2 separate regions of the Xenopus tropicalis genome follow, and region 1 is linked to region 2. Evidence: chromatin contacts called from public Hi-C data. All regions are on one chromosome and are shown on one strand. The core of a region is the stretch at or near the end of the contact, and the rest is flanking DNA. Distances in the headings are between cores, read along the strand shown. Region 1 holds the start of klf6 (Kruppel-like factor 6). Region 2 has its middle 59 kb from the start of klf6.

Evidence for each region. Hi-C and Micro-C count contacts between places; a contact is called where the count stands out from the background.
Region 1: a Hi-C map of neurula embryo shows a contact between it and region 2, with 1.8 times the contacts expected there. The contact joins the promoter of klf6 here to the enhancer-like site in region 2. A contact is called at or near these places in 2 of 5 Hi-C or Micro-C datasets (gastrula embryo and neurula embryo).

Annotation. Positions count from the first base shown.
Region 1 is chr6:20,638,080-20,645,735 of UCB_Xtro_10.0, forward strand. It overlaps klf6 (Kruppel-like factor 6), which reads right to left and starts at 6,180. Exons shown (of 4, transcript NM_001007505.1): 1 at 5,832-6,180; 2 at 2,575-3,148; 3 at 890-1,013; 4 at 1-39. The coding sequence starts at 5,933.
Region 2 is chr6:20,581,892-20,589,153 of UCB_Xtro_10.0, forward strand. No RefSeq gene overlaps it. Among named protein-coding and RNA genes, the nearest start is that of klf6, 59 kb to the right of the region's middle. Within about 2 kb of position 1,525, at least 1 of the 11 cell types and tissues checked has an H3K27ac peak or open chromatin away from gene starts, as enhancers often do. A contact at or near this core is called in neurula embryo, where this site is marked.

The DNA of each region.
Region 1 (7,656 bases), core at 4,930-7,429, 61 kb after region 2:
TTCATGTGAAGGGCCAGGTGATCCGACCTAGAAAAACACCTGCAATAAAGAAAAAAAAATATTAAGTTTCCATGAACTATTTCACTGAACCCTCTAGCAATCACCAAAACCATCTGCCCATTGTATTTTTCACATGTACCTCCACAGGAAATGGTTACACCAATCCATAGGGACATAACAGGATGGAAATGCATAGAGGCTAGTAGGAAAACATAGTGAATAAAGGAAGGGGGGATTTCCTGCTGCTCTAGAGTCAATAAAAAGGAAGGAAGGCCGTAAAGTCAAAGTGCCAGCCTCATGAACTAAAAGCACAAGCTGATGCCTATGTAAACACCTCATGATGGTATATATTCAGAGGGATTATAAATAATTATTATACTAGGCCTTATTATATTGGAAACTAATGAAAAACTTTTTTTCCACTATACAATCCTGTCCTGGGAAAAGGGATACTGACGTTCGTATATGTATTACGGGGAATGTGTAGCATTTGGGACTTTGATAAAGTTTTCTAAGAGGGTTCAACGGAAATCAAGTGTCCCAGTGATGTTGCTGGTACAAGATACTGGATAATGTCAGTATCCATCTAATGAACACAACAAATTATAATTGATGCAAACTGCGATGGATCTAACTGTTGCTGTTCTACACATTTTGCCATTCACCAGCAATAAAGAAAATGTTCTTATTTATATCTATAATCATATATCTATCTCTCTATATATATCCTTGCTAAAATTATGCCATACTGTATATTCCTAAAAATACTAAACTTCCACACAATTACATTTTGGATCATTTAAGTTATATCACAAACATTACTAGAACAGACTTTGCTAGTTTATGTCAAAATATATAAGTAGAGTTCGGACAGGCATTGAGCACATACCTGTCACAGTGTGAGCACTTAAACGGTTTGGCACCGGTGTGTTTACGGAAGTGTCTGGTTAATTCGTCACTCCTTGCAAAACGCCACTCACACCCTTCCCATGAGCATCTGTAAGGCTTCTCTCCTGCAAGAAACAGCAACATGGCTTCATAAGCAAAGATCCTTGATGAGGTATTACACACTAACCACCCACAGCAGGCATCCCAAGCTAGAATTCCTTCTCCAGCTGATGTAAACTACAACTTTCAGCATTCCCAAGATCCAAAAGGGTTTTGTGCAACAGCAGAAGGGTCAATTGTATATGGACATCCATAATCTACAGTACAAAGTACATAATCATGAGTGGTCTATAACAGCATCAACACTGACTGCTTACTTTGCCACACATGACAAATACTTGGAAGCCTTTTGGCCCTTGCTTGGGGATGATATGGAATCCACAACAACTAATGTCTGATCAGCAATTGGTCAGATATCAATAGTGCATGATAGAAAATGTGGTTGAATAAGGAATGCAATGAAAGATGGATGTTGTCCTTGCAATGGGCCCCTATTCAATCCAACTGGATCACCACCTAGGCCTTAACATTAATGGCCATCTTTAGTGAGCAGTTATTGCATAAGCTTCTTTTCGATTACAGGGAACTCAATACATAGGCTGTGTTGTTAAACAGAGGGGAACAAACCCATTCAAAATAGAAAAAAAAAATAGTGCAAAGACAATACGGTGAGCTCATATGTTCCATTAATCTAATCAGAAAGTAAATAGTCTGAAAAAAACGCCCAAGTTCAGGTGAAAGATTACAAGGAGTAAAGCAAACACTCTTTCAGCAATCTGTTATTCATTGATAACCCTGTCAAGAGTAAAGCCCTATGCAAGTAGGAACTGAACTATCTGATCTCCATGAGCTACTAAGACAGCGATAAAATGGGGTTCTTCTACCAATGAATCTAGTTTTTAGACTAATCTTCAGAAAAGGATATTATAGTGTAATATTGGGACATTTATGAGCCACATCATTTAAAATTCAGCCTGGTACAGTTTCCCTTCTTGCCACCCCTGCAACCAGGTGTCTCCTGGAGGTGCCAGACACAGCTTTCTTGTTTTTTTACAGTAGAGTGAGTAGTGATTTGAAATGTTGACAGGCTGGAGATACATCTGCACACCAGCCAACCAATCAGAGACTTACACCGAACCCCAGTGCTGTATAAAAACTGGGGGGGGAGGGGGGAAATTCAGGCTGAAATTAAATGATATGGATATAATTCCTATATAACATATAGAGGAGATAGAACCAGATTTAAAGCTTTCCTAGGAACCAGAAGGCATGGCATAGAAGACAATTCCACAAAGAAATCCAAATGCATATGTCGATATTTGCAAAAAAAAAAAAAAAAAAAAAAAAAAAAAAAAATGGAGGGAGGAGATGTGGAAATAGTAATAAAAATGAAAAAATGGTTTTTCATTAGTTGACTGGTAGCAATGTTCTGGTGTAAAGAACCCTTCCAAGTTGAAGCTCCAACTCCACTACAGGAAAGAATGAGGAAGCGGCTTTCCCACAGGATGGTTTCCCATTACATCATCTATGAGCCTTGGGTTTCCATCCTGTGGTTGAGCAATGTCATGACAACATGGGATTCCCTTCTGTCAAGCCCCTTTCCCCTGTACAAAAGAATGCACTGACCTGTGTGAGTGCGCTGGTGTGCTTTCAAGTGAGAACTCTTGGTGTAAACTTTCTTGCAGCCATTGAAAAGACACTTATGGACACGTTTCCTGCCGTCAGGTGAGGTCTCCCCACCTGTCGGGCTTCCATGATCTAGAGTCTTTCCAATGGAACCACAGCGCACCTTCCCAGGTGAATGTAGTTCCCCCGTAATTGCATTCCACAAGTGACAAGATGGGTCTTTGCCCTGCTCTGGAGAAGACGGAGGAGTTGAAGTAACAGAAGAACTAAGTGTTCCATTGGTGGCTAGTACATCGCTTATAGGATCTGAGGTAAATTTTGAAGTAGGCGAAAGTTCTTCAGAACTATCTGAAGACTCACTGCTGACATCGGAGTTCAAGCTGTTAGTTTCTGAATTCTGGCAGTCACTAATGTCCTCTGGAGAAACACAACCGATGTTCTGCTCGGGTTCCTCCTTTTTCTCACATGCTAAGATAAATTTGGTCCAAAGTTCCTCTTCTCTATCAAATTTAAATTCAGCCGCAGACACATAGCACGGTTCACTTTGTAAGTACCGTTCCAACTCAAGACATGTCTGGAAGACAAAATAAATGTAAACATTGGCATTCTGGTAAAACTACGTTTTAATGAAGGTAGTCATAATGATTACATCATAACAGTCACTGTAACCACCTACAACTACACAACTTGAGGTTTGGTCCATCTATCATTGAATAGGTAGGACAATGTTAATAGCAAGACCACTAAAAACTAGCCACATCCAATACCAGCATGTATATCTAAGATAATGTAGCCAACGGTTTCCTTGGTCAGGCAAAACCCATCTAATAATACACAATATCTACCACAACTGAAGAAGCACACAATAAGGGTAGGTTTTAATGATCTAACATTTGTATGTGGGAACAGACTTGTCGCATAGAAGCTTCTGGAAATAATACAATGGGCAAGAATTTAAATCTGGTGGCCAACAGTGCAACTAGATGAGTCATCTGCATTCCTTTCACGTCATGCCAAGAGACTTCCTATTGAAAGCTTAACCAAAAGGCGCTCTTGTCTACATCTACATGTGGTGCAAAATACAGAAGGATGCAGCCTCCAGTATGCAGAGTTTCTTTTTTAGCTTAACCCTGAAACATAAAGAGGAAGCTTAAGCAAACCATAGCCCCCCCCCCCGCCGCCCAAATTGGTTCCTGATTTTACAATTAATTTTCATTTCTTAGTCTGGTTAATAATTTTTACACCCAAGCTCTTTTTCTGCCAAAGATATAGAGTCCCTGTTGCTTGAAGAGGCCAGCAATTAAAATACCAGGCATATTTGTGCTGCTGCCTTGCCTTAGGAGAGATTGGACTATAACATATTACTGCACTAAATGCTGCATTTCCTTGTGGTCTTCACTGAACACATAACTCAAACTGATGGCACAGTGGAAAAAAAAAAAAAAAAATCAATGGTTACTTTTTTTCCGCCTAGAATTAAACAACTGTTTTGCTGTTGAAGGAGAATCTGGAGGGGGGGGAAATGCATTTTATTGATCCTGAGGGAGGAGGGGGATAAAAAAAAAAAAAAAAAAAAAAAAAGCATTGATTGTGATGCTGTTAAACTTTAATATTGCAAAGAATTTAAATACCCCATTATGTTGATGAGCACAGAGACCCAGGGAAGAGCTCTGTATTAGTTTTAAAGGTCTCTGAAGGCTTCGGGAAAACATGACTTGGCTCCGAGCCAATCTCTAAAATGCCTGAAGGAAACTACTTAGATCAATTTCAATCACACTCTGAAGATCTCTGCCCTTTTGATGGAGGGGGGAATACAATTAACCAGGAATGTGAAGGTTGTAACACATTAGTGTTTGGCTCACCAAACCAAACCAACCCCCCCCCCCTTGCCTGCCCCCAAACAAACAGCCAGACATTTGATCTCTTAATTCGTTTTGTTAAAGCGTAAACATCTGTAAATGGGGGAACAAGGACAAACATAAGTCACTTCTTCTAAAATAAAAAAAGAAACAATGGGCAAATCCAATCGGCACCTTTTGACACGATGATCTCAGAATAAAGGGCTTTTATTGTTTGGGGGAAAGGAATACAATGGGGGCAGACTACAATGGATATTTTGAAAGAATAAGGGCAATTAGACGCTGTCACGTTTCATTCTCAGCAACATTCATATTCCCCCCCAATGAAATTTTCCATGTTTTCACCCAATCTTGGTTTTTGTTTTATAATAAAATAAGGTAACAATCTAAAATAGAGCAAAAAAGGGAAATAAAATGGCTGTTTGATGAGCAAGTAATGACAGGGATAAGTTGACAGACGCTGGAGGCTTGGATGACAAGACCCAGCTGTGGAGTTTGGACTGGCTGCAAGATTCATGTTGGTGCCAAAAATGGTTTGCAGGGTTAGTGAAACCCAAGCTAGGCTGGATGGGAAGGCGCTTCTAACTGTCACCGGGGGGGGGGCCTGGCTAGCAACAGTTAACGAGTCTCCTACACCGTGCAGCTCTTCCTTTTTCCTGAAATGGAACCATCACTTGTGCGTGACCATTTGAATGCCAATAGGGATGCGCAATGCGTTGGGCACCAGTCTGGTATGCATAAGGTTAAGCCGACGGGAATCCAGCTCTTGTTCTACGCAGTGGTTGCTGATTTCCCCCTGTAACTAAGGCACTGCTTTCTACATGCCCATCTGGCTGCCAACGAAGATGCCCAGGGCACTGGCCAGTCCGGTAGGTTTATGGTTAATGGTTTATGGTTAGAGCCGCAAACATTTTCAGTCTCGTTACATTGGCACATGTTGGTAAATCAGACGAGCGTACCATTCAAACTGTCAGCCTTGCACGGCTCTAAAGCAGCAGTAATAAAATATATATTTATATACATTATTATTTTTGCAGGGGCAGGCATTTAGGATAAATAGTCATATCCAAGTAGCAAAGGAAAATAAATAAATAAAAGAACTCCCAGTACCCCCGGTGAGCCTCTAGCTGTCAGTTGCAAGCTGAAGGCACAGCTGCAGGTTGGCAGTCACTAAGGCTGCACTTAGCCTTTATCTTGGTGCTTTTAGGGTTGAGATTTATAAAAAATGAGCTGAATAGATATATTTTTTTTTAATGGGGGGGGTAATAGAAATAAATGACACTTAGGCATGCAATAATAATAATAATGCAATGCACTGGCTCTAATACCCCCCTATGGAGGTGACAGTTGTGGGCAATGAATGAAACAGACACATAGGAAATAAATGTGTTGATTTACCTGTTGCCAATATTCCTCCAGGGAAGGTAAAGCAGAGAAATAGCCAGTGTCATGCACAATCTGCAGCTCCTGGAAAATGCTGCACATGGGGAGAACATCCATGGTCAACAGGAAGCGCAACTAAATCGCTACAGACAGGGAGAAATCGGGCAAACGCAAGCGACAGAGGTGAGAGATGCTCCAAACCAATAGGATCCCCCAAGGGTGGAAAAGCACAATCAATCCGTCCCGGAATGGGATGATAACTCCACAGTTTCATGCAAAGGTCATTGCATAGCAATTGAAATAATCATATAAACAGAAGCCCCACGCCGCCCAGCAGGCTGGATCCCCCCTCGGAGCAGAGGAGCTTGCTCAGTGCTGACAATATTTGCAAACACTGGAAATGTAAAACCTCTGCAAAACTTCCCTATTCAAACCTCCAAGCCTGCCTCCTCCCCCACGTGATCCTCATTACGCCGGCTCAGTCGGGGCGGCCAATCAGGCGCAGGTTGGGGTCGAAGCGCTTCTATGATGTCAGCTGCGTCCAATCGGCGAACGCGGGGCATCGGGGCATGCCTCTGGCGTGACGAAATCCGTCCGTGACAGCCGCGGTGATTGGTTCGATTCGAAAATTCAGCCCCCTCCCCTCGGGTAGCTGGTGGGACGGACCAGCTATTTTTAGATGGGTATATAAGGCAAGGACTACACGGCGGTTCGGTACAGTGCGGTCTGTGGCCGCTCGGAGCGCATGTGAGCAGTAGCACTGCTGCGCTTCTTGTAGCGCTCTCTGACTGAAATATTATTTGTACGGGCAATGATAAGCTCTTAATGTGCGTTGAAATTACAGTGTGGGCTCACTTATAGCGCTAGAGCCTATACTTGACATTAAAATAAGTTCAAAACTATCACAAGTAGTGTGTCGGTAGTTACTTTGACGCTGGCGAGAGCCATTTTATCTCGTTTATACGCATATTGGGTTCCCGAGCTGTAATTCTGTTTTGGTGTATGGGGTGCTGGTGACTGCAGCTGAAAAAGCAATAAAAAATTGTATATAAGTTCTACTCATGTGACAGGGTTTGATTTACGGGCATAGGTTATAAATTGCCTAAGTGCTGTTGCCAGTAGCAACCAGTAAGCTTCCAAAGGGCTACTACAAATAAAAATAAAACAAATATTCTGATTCCTTAGCCTTGGAGAACAGTATAGACCTGTGTGATTAGTATAGTTTGTTATGTGTGTTGACATATATAATATTTGGTTTGATTTGTATTTGTTTTATTTGCATGCCTGACTTCCTGGTCAAGAGAAGCATAATTTGCGATTATAGGCAAAATGTATGTATGTATGTATGTATGTATGTATAACTTTATTTATAAAGCGCCACAAGGGTACGCAGCGCTGTACAATCTTACAGAATACACAATTACACACAGGGAGGACAAGTGATATAATAAATAAATATATATAAATACACAGGGAGTAAGTGCCATGAGGTATGAGACACAGTAGGAAGGAGGTCCCTGCCCCGTAGAGCTTACAATCTAAGTAAAAAACAAGGTTATAAGTATCGGCTTTCTTCCAAAATGGTAAATGGATGATGGTGTTGGCTGCTGGAGGATTATGGGACATGTAGTTCAGGAACAGCTCAATGGCTACAGACAAAAGACTTGAGTATTTTTTTTCATGTAAATAATACCAATTGCTGACTTGTTTGGCTATGTTATTTACCCCCCTCTCCCTGTTTTACTAGCAGGTATCCTAGGAACTGGCTCATTATATCCGAAAACCCAGGGCAGCCCCATCTCCAGGCTTCCCTGCAATGTATGTGAAAGGTCAGTGGAAG
Region 2 (7,262 bases), core at 275-2,774:
TGCCCGATCAAAATCTGGTTGATTTCAGGCCTGATATCGGTCGGGCATGCCCGTCGGGAGTTCCCATACAATCGGCAGCTACTATCGTTCCATGTATGGGGACCTTAAGCCGCATCTTCTTCGTATTGTTGCACAAATGAAATAACCCTGAAAACCTCTAAAACCAGTTGAAAAAATGAATTGACTTCTACATGATCTCAATAGCTTTTAGGTGGTGTTATTTGTTGCAGTTTTGATGCTTAAAAAATGGCAAAATCAAGTATTTTTTGCTACAAAACCATATTTTGGCACAATTATGAAAAAAATAATTGAACCTTAGTATATGCCCCCCTAAATCTTTGTTTCTGTGATACTTCCCCGTTGAATAGATATTTGGAGGTGGGTGCCATAGCTTAGGGGCAGTTGCAGCCATAGTTTTCTGTGCACTAAGCTGGAGCTGAGCAAGTCTTGCGAAGAGGTTTGAACCCCAAAACATCTGGTATTGATGATGCTATATTTATTTTCCATGTTAAGTCAATGACAGGAGACAGAGATGCATGGACAGGGGGAACGTCTCAGCGGGAGTCATCCTTTATCCTGACACTGGTGCAATAATGTCATCCATCAAGTGACCACACTTGCTTACGTGGCAAGTTAATGAAAGGGAAAGCTACCTGCAAATTACATTTTTGTATGGAGTACTAAATAATATTCTGAGACAATCTGAAATTTGACTTCATTTCATTTCTACCTTTGTGTTTTGTCTCGAGGCCAGAAGGTTATCTGTACCACCCTTGAACTAGTTGGTCATTCACATTTTCTTCTCTAATACAAAATGGATAACGGCCATGTTATATTTTAATTACACCATTAATGCTGAATTGAAGCCAGAGACAAGCATTCAAGGCAGGGGCAGGAATCATCATTTTAAGTCTCTAACCACCTACCTCATCTAGGAAAGCACTGAATCAGGCAGTTCCAGCATCATTTCAATCACCAAAGTCATTTGGTTGCAGAGAATCACAGCCTGTCACATTTTGCAGTAGAAGATTGGGTGTAAACTGAAATATTGCACCACAAACAACCATTTTATATTAATGTATTCAACAAAAAGTCGGCCAAAAAGTTGGTCAAACTTGGTTTTATGACGTCGGTCACAGTTTTGGAAGCTACCCCAAAACATCTATGATTCCCAGACAGCATGGTCCTCCCAGTCTGGATGATTCTTCCTGCATCTGAGAGGTAGTTCAGTTGGTGTGCCTGCACATGGAAGGGATGTAACTGGCTGAATTTAATGGGGGAGGTGGAGCACATTTTCAAAGCTTCTTTCCTATGGCCAAAATAGTCTTATCCAGGCTTGGACTGGGATTCAGAATAGGTACACAGAGGCCCAAACAACCCCCCTCCAGCAGACTCAATAATGGCTGTCTATGGGATCTTACAGTAGCCCCTCTGGCAATTGCCAGAATCCACAGATCCCTAGTCCAGGCCTGGTCTTATCCCATTGACAGGGCATGTGGTGTGTTCTGAAGGTAATGTGTCTGAACTTCATTAAGGATGCTTTACCCTGCTGAGAACAAATATTGGTACAGTCCAGACGGCCCTCACAGCAGGAGTGTGGATAAAAGAAAAGTTCTATTGTGTTGCTTCAGTCCATACATCAAAGGGACACTCATTAATTAGGCACTAGAGCCAAACAATTCAAAGACTCTAAACTTGAGTATTTAATACATCACATAATATTCTCTGCTTGTGTCCCAAACACAAATATCCACCAGAATTGTACACTAAGGGGCACATTTACTAACCCACGAATCTGAATCCGAATTGGAAAAATTCCGATTGGAAAACGAACATTTTGCGTTTTTTTCGTATTTTTTTGCGATTTTTTTGTCGCCGTTACGATTTTTCGGAAATCTTCGCAACTTTTTCGTAACCATTACGACTTGCGCGAAAAGTCGCGATTTTTTCGTATTGAAGCCTCCCATAGGACTCAATGGCACTCTGCAGCTCCAACCCGGCCCAAGGAAAGTCTCCCATAGGGCTCAATGGCACTCTGCAGCTCCAACCCGGCCCAAGGAAAGTCTCCCATAGGGCTCAATGGCACTCTGCAGCTCCAACCCGGCCCAAGGAAAGTCTCCCATAGGGCTCAATGGCACTCTGCAGCTCCAACCCGGCCCAAGGAAAGTCTCCCATAGGGCTCAATGGCACTCTGCAGCTCCAACCCGGCCCAAGGAAAGTCTCCCATAGGGCTCAATGGCACTCTGCAGCTCCAACCCGGCCCAAGGAAAGTCTCCCATAGGGCTCAATGGCACTCTGCAGCTCCAAGCCGGCCCAAGGAAAGTCTCCCATAGGGCTCAATGGCACTCTGCGGCTCCAACCCGGCCCAAGGAAAGTCTCCCATAGGGCTCAATGGCACTCTGCGGCTCCAACCCGGCCCAAGGAAAGTCTCCCATAGGGCTCAATGGCACTCTGTGGCTCCAACCTGGCCCAAGGAAAGTCTCCCATAGGGCTCAATGGCACTCTGCAGCTCCAACCGGCCCAAGGAAAGTCTCCCATAGGGCTCAATGGCACTCTGCAGCTCCAACCCGGCCCAAGGAAAGCCTCCCATAGGGCTCAATGGCACTCTGCAGCTCCAACCCGACCCAAGGAAAGTCTCCCATAGGGCTCAATGGCACTCTGCAGCTCCAACCTGGCCCAAGGAAAGTCTCCCATAGGGCTCAACGGCACTCTGCAGCTCCAACCTGGCCCAAGGAAAGTCTCCCATAGGGCTCAATGGCACTCTGCAGCTCCAACCCGGCCCAAGGAAAGTCTCCCATAGGGCTCAATGGCACTCTGCAGCTCCAACCCGGCCCAAGGAAAGTCTCCCATAGGGCTCAATGGCACTCTGCAGCTCCAACCCGGCCCAAGGAAAGTCTCCCATAGGGCTCAATGGCACTCTGCAGCTCCAACCCGGCCCAAGGAAAGTTTCCCATAGGGCTCAATGGCACTCTGCAGCTCCAACCTGGCCCAAGGAAAGTCTCCCATAGGGCTCAATGGCACTGTGCAGCTCCAACCCGGCCCAAGGAAATCTCCCATAGGGCTCAATGGCACTCTGCAGCTCCAACCCGGCCCAAGGAAAGTCTCCCATAGGGCTCAATGGCACTCTGCAGCTCCAACCCGGCCCAAGGAAAGTCTCCCATAGGGCTCAATGCCACTCTGCAGCTCCAACCCGGCCCAAGGAAATCTCCCATAGGGCTCAATGGCACTCTGCAGCTCCAACCCGGCCCAAGGAAAGTCTCCCATAGGGCTCAATGGCACTCTGCAGCTCCAACCCGACCCAAGGAAAGTTTCCCATAGGGCTCAATGGCACTCTGCAGCTCCAACCTGGCCCAAGGAAAGTCTCCCATAGGGCTCAATGGCACTGTGCAGCTCCAACCCGGCCCAAGGAAAGTCTCCCATAGGGCTCAATGGCACTCTGCAGCTCCAACCCGGCCCAAGGAAAGTCTCCCATAGGGCTCAATGCCACTCTGCAGCTCCAACCCGGCCCAAGGAAATCTCCCATAGGGCTCAATGGCACTCTGCAGCTCCAACCCGGCCCAAGGAAAGTCTCCCATAGGGCTCAATGGCACTCTGCAGCTCCAACCCGACCCAAGGAAAGTTTCCCATAGGGCTCAATGGCACTCTGCAGCTCCAACCTGGCCCAAGGAAAGTCTCCCATAGGGCTCAATGGCACTCTGCAGCTCCAACCCGGCCCAAGGAAAGTCTCCCATAGGGCTCAATGGCACTCTGCAGCTCCAACCCGGCCCAAGGAAAGTTTCCCATAGGGCTCAATGGCACTCTGCAGCTCCAACCTGGCCCAAGGAAAGTCTCCCATAGGGCTCAATGGCACTGTGCAGCTCCAACCCGGCCCAAGGAAATCTCCCATAGGGCTCAATGGCACTCTGCAGCTCCAACCCGGCCCAAGGAAAGTCTCCCATAGGGCTCAATGGCACTCTGCAGCTCCAACCCGGCCCAAGGAAAGTCTCCCATAGGGCTCAATGGCACTCTGCAGCTCCAACCCGGCCCAAGGAAAGTCTCCCATAGGGCTCAATGCCACTCTGCAGCTCCAACCCGGCCCAAGGAAATCTCCCATAGGGCTCAATGGCACTCTGCAGCTCCAACCCGGCCCAAGGAAAGTCTCCCATAGGGCTCAATGGCACTCTGCAGCTCCAACCCGGCCCAAGGAAAGTCTCCCATAGGGCTCAATGGCACTCTGCAGCTCCAACCCGACCCAAGGAAAGTTTCCCATAGGGCTCAATGGCACTCTGCAGCTCCAACCTGGCCCAAGGAAAGTCTCCCATAGGGCTCAATGGCACTGTGCAGCTCCAACCCGGCCCAAGGAAATCTCCCATAGGGCTCAATGGCACTCTGCAGCTCCAACCTGGCCCAAGGAAAGTCTCCCATAGGGCTCAATGGCACTCTGCAGCTCCAACCTGGCCCAAGGAAAGTCTCCCATAGGGCTCAATGGCACTCTGCAGCTCCAACCCGGCCCAAGGAAAGTCTCCCATAGGGCTCAATGGCACTCTGCAGCTCCAACCCGGCCCAAGGAAATCTCCCATAGGGCTCAATGGCACTCTGCAGCTCCAACCCGGCCCAAGGAAAGTCTCCCATAGGGCTCAATGGCACTCTGCAGCTCCAACCTGGCCCAAGAAAAGTCACCATACTGAAGCTTGAATGAATCCGAAACTTTCGTACTCGGCGCGAAAGCTGCGAAAAAGTCGTGACAATTCGCGCAAGTTGTAATGCTACAAAAAAGTCGCAACATTTTGCGAAACATTTGGAATGGCTACGAAAAAGTTGCGAATACCGATCATTACGAAAAAAACGCATTCGGATGCATTCGGCCCGTTCGTGCATTAGTAAATGTGCCCCTAATAGTAGCTATATTTCTTTTGGGGATTCCATCCCATAGGCTGATATAGGATTGGTTGGATATTAGTACAATATGGGCACATATGGATGTCTAAACTGATCAGGCCAAATGGCTGAAGGTTTAAATGGGCAAACTGTACATGGTCCCAACACTGAAGATCAAGTGGTTAGAAATGAACTGAAGTCTATGGCGTATTTGTGCATATGGGTGGTTAAACCAAGAAGACTTATATCTGTTCTGCTTGGCTGTAAATAGGATAGGCTCCTTATAAATTATACAATAGGTATTTGTTATAGATTTACAGGTATATACCAGTTATATAAAATACGGTCAAGTTATTTGAATTAGAAATATCTTAGTTTATTTCAAAACTTGGGGGCTGATTTATCAAAATGGGAGATAGTTCACTGCAAAAAGTGTTTATTTATTCCTATGGGGTTTTTAGAAGTGTATTTAATTAATGGTAACCCCGTTAATAAATACACTTCTAAAAAAAACATAGGAGTGAAAGTATAGGTGTATTTTTTTGTTGTGAGCTCTAATCTCACATTTTGATAAATATAAATCTGCCCTTATATGAAAGATCTTTGAAATTTTAGGCTTAAGTTCAGGAACGCTAAAATGGCCAAATGACATTTACTGAAGGCACTATTGTGCCTATTCTGCCTGGTCTACTGAATTGCACCTAGATCCACTATTGATGCAATACCGCCACCCTGAACGTGACCAAGCCTATAATTCCAGGCTTGAAACAGTGGGTTGCATTAATAGACACAGCAAACTTAAGCTCACATGAACACAATTGTATTTGTTTTGATGTATCTGCAACTCCCAGGGGGCCCACTGTGGCACTGGAATTCTGGGAAAATCTCTGAATTGTATGTATGTATGTATATCTTTATTTATAAAGCGCTACTTATGTACGCAGCGCTGTACAGTAGAATTCATTAATACAAACAGGGGGTTAAAGATAATGGATAAATACAAAGTACAACAATAAATACAAATAAATACAAGGTACAGTTGCAATAAGAGTCAGAAACACAAGATGAAGGAGGTCCCTGCCCCGTAGAGCTTACAATCTATATGGGAGGGGTAACTAACAGACACAAATGGGCAAATGTAAGTGCTGTAAGTCACAGTGGGTGACATTACAGTATAAGTATTTGTGGCTAAAAAACATGGCAATTTGCACTCAAAAAAAAAAACTGCACTAAATAGCTGCTTGTGTATGGGGACCCCCCGATGGGCCTACCCATTTGTAACTCCATGCAGTGAAAGTCCATCTTCCCCCACATTTGAAGAAAAACAAAACCAATATACACAGAGGGGTTCCAGCTTCCCCCACCCCAGAAGGTTAGTATTTTGACTTAATGCTAGTGAGTAACAAACTGGCATCACCCAGTGACTTTAGGTTTCACTTTCCTATAATCTCTTTCTGGTAATGGCTGAATCATGGCCAACAGCACTGTACTTGACTGACCTGCTGAAATATAGGGGTGGTACAAAAAGGCATCTGCCAAAGGGAAAGATAAAAAGCATTTATACTGTAGATGCTTTCTGGTAGCGCTGTAATATCCAAGGTTCTACTCTCCTTCTGTACCGGCAGAGATCTCTCTTCCAGGGGTCAAAAAAGGACTGTGGAGGTATCTCTAGGAGCCAACCCCAGTCCTTTCATAGATCATATAGGAATAGAGTCTGCAGCTAACCATATGTTTATGCATTTTTAATAGAAAAAGGATATAATATGTATTGTTCATTTTATGTTGCTGAAAACATAAACGATATCATAAGAAAAAAAAAAGTCAATTCATAAAACTATAGAAAAGTCAAAGCCAGAGGACAGATGACCCATTTCAACCTTGATCCATCATGCTCCCGGTGGCTTGACAAGGCTTTCTCCCTGTTGATTGACGATATTGATTTAAAGTCAGTCGTCTTTCTTCACTTTTTCATTTTCTTATCTATTTTTTCCATTATAGAGGATTCAGTGTTTATGACTGTGGGTCAAGCACCTCAAGTAGGAGGCAAGGAGGGCACATCAATGGCTCTAGAAACAAAAGAATAGAAAAACATGTTATCTTACAGAGATACACATTCACTTTGCTTGGAAAATAGTACAATACACTGGGGCTCATTTACTAACAATGTGCTTACTCCACAGGTATTTTTCTGCCCAAACAGAGGGCAAATACAGTATATTAGTTGCTATGAGTTATTAAACAAACAGCAAACATAAGATTTATTGTACAAAAAGCAAAATAAAAAAGAAGAAAATGAGGGCTTAATTTTAAGGTAGGCAGTTTAGGTTCAATGCCACCCTTGGGTTCAATGCCACCCAGCAGAGTTCCTGTAGCTTCCCAAAGGTCTGGGGTTCTATCCATACTGC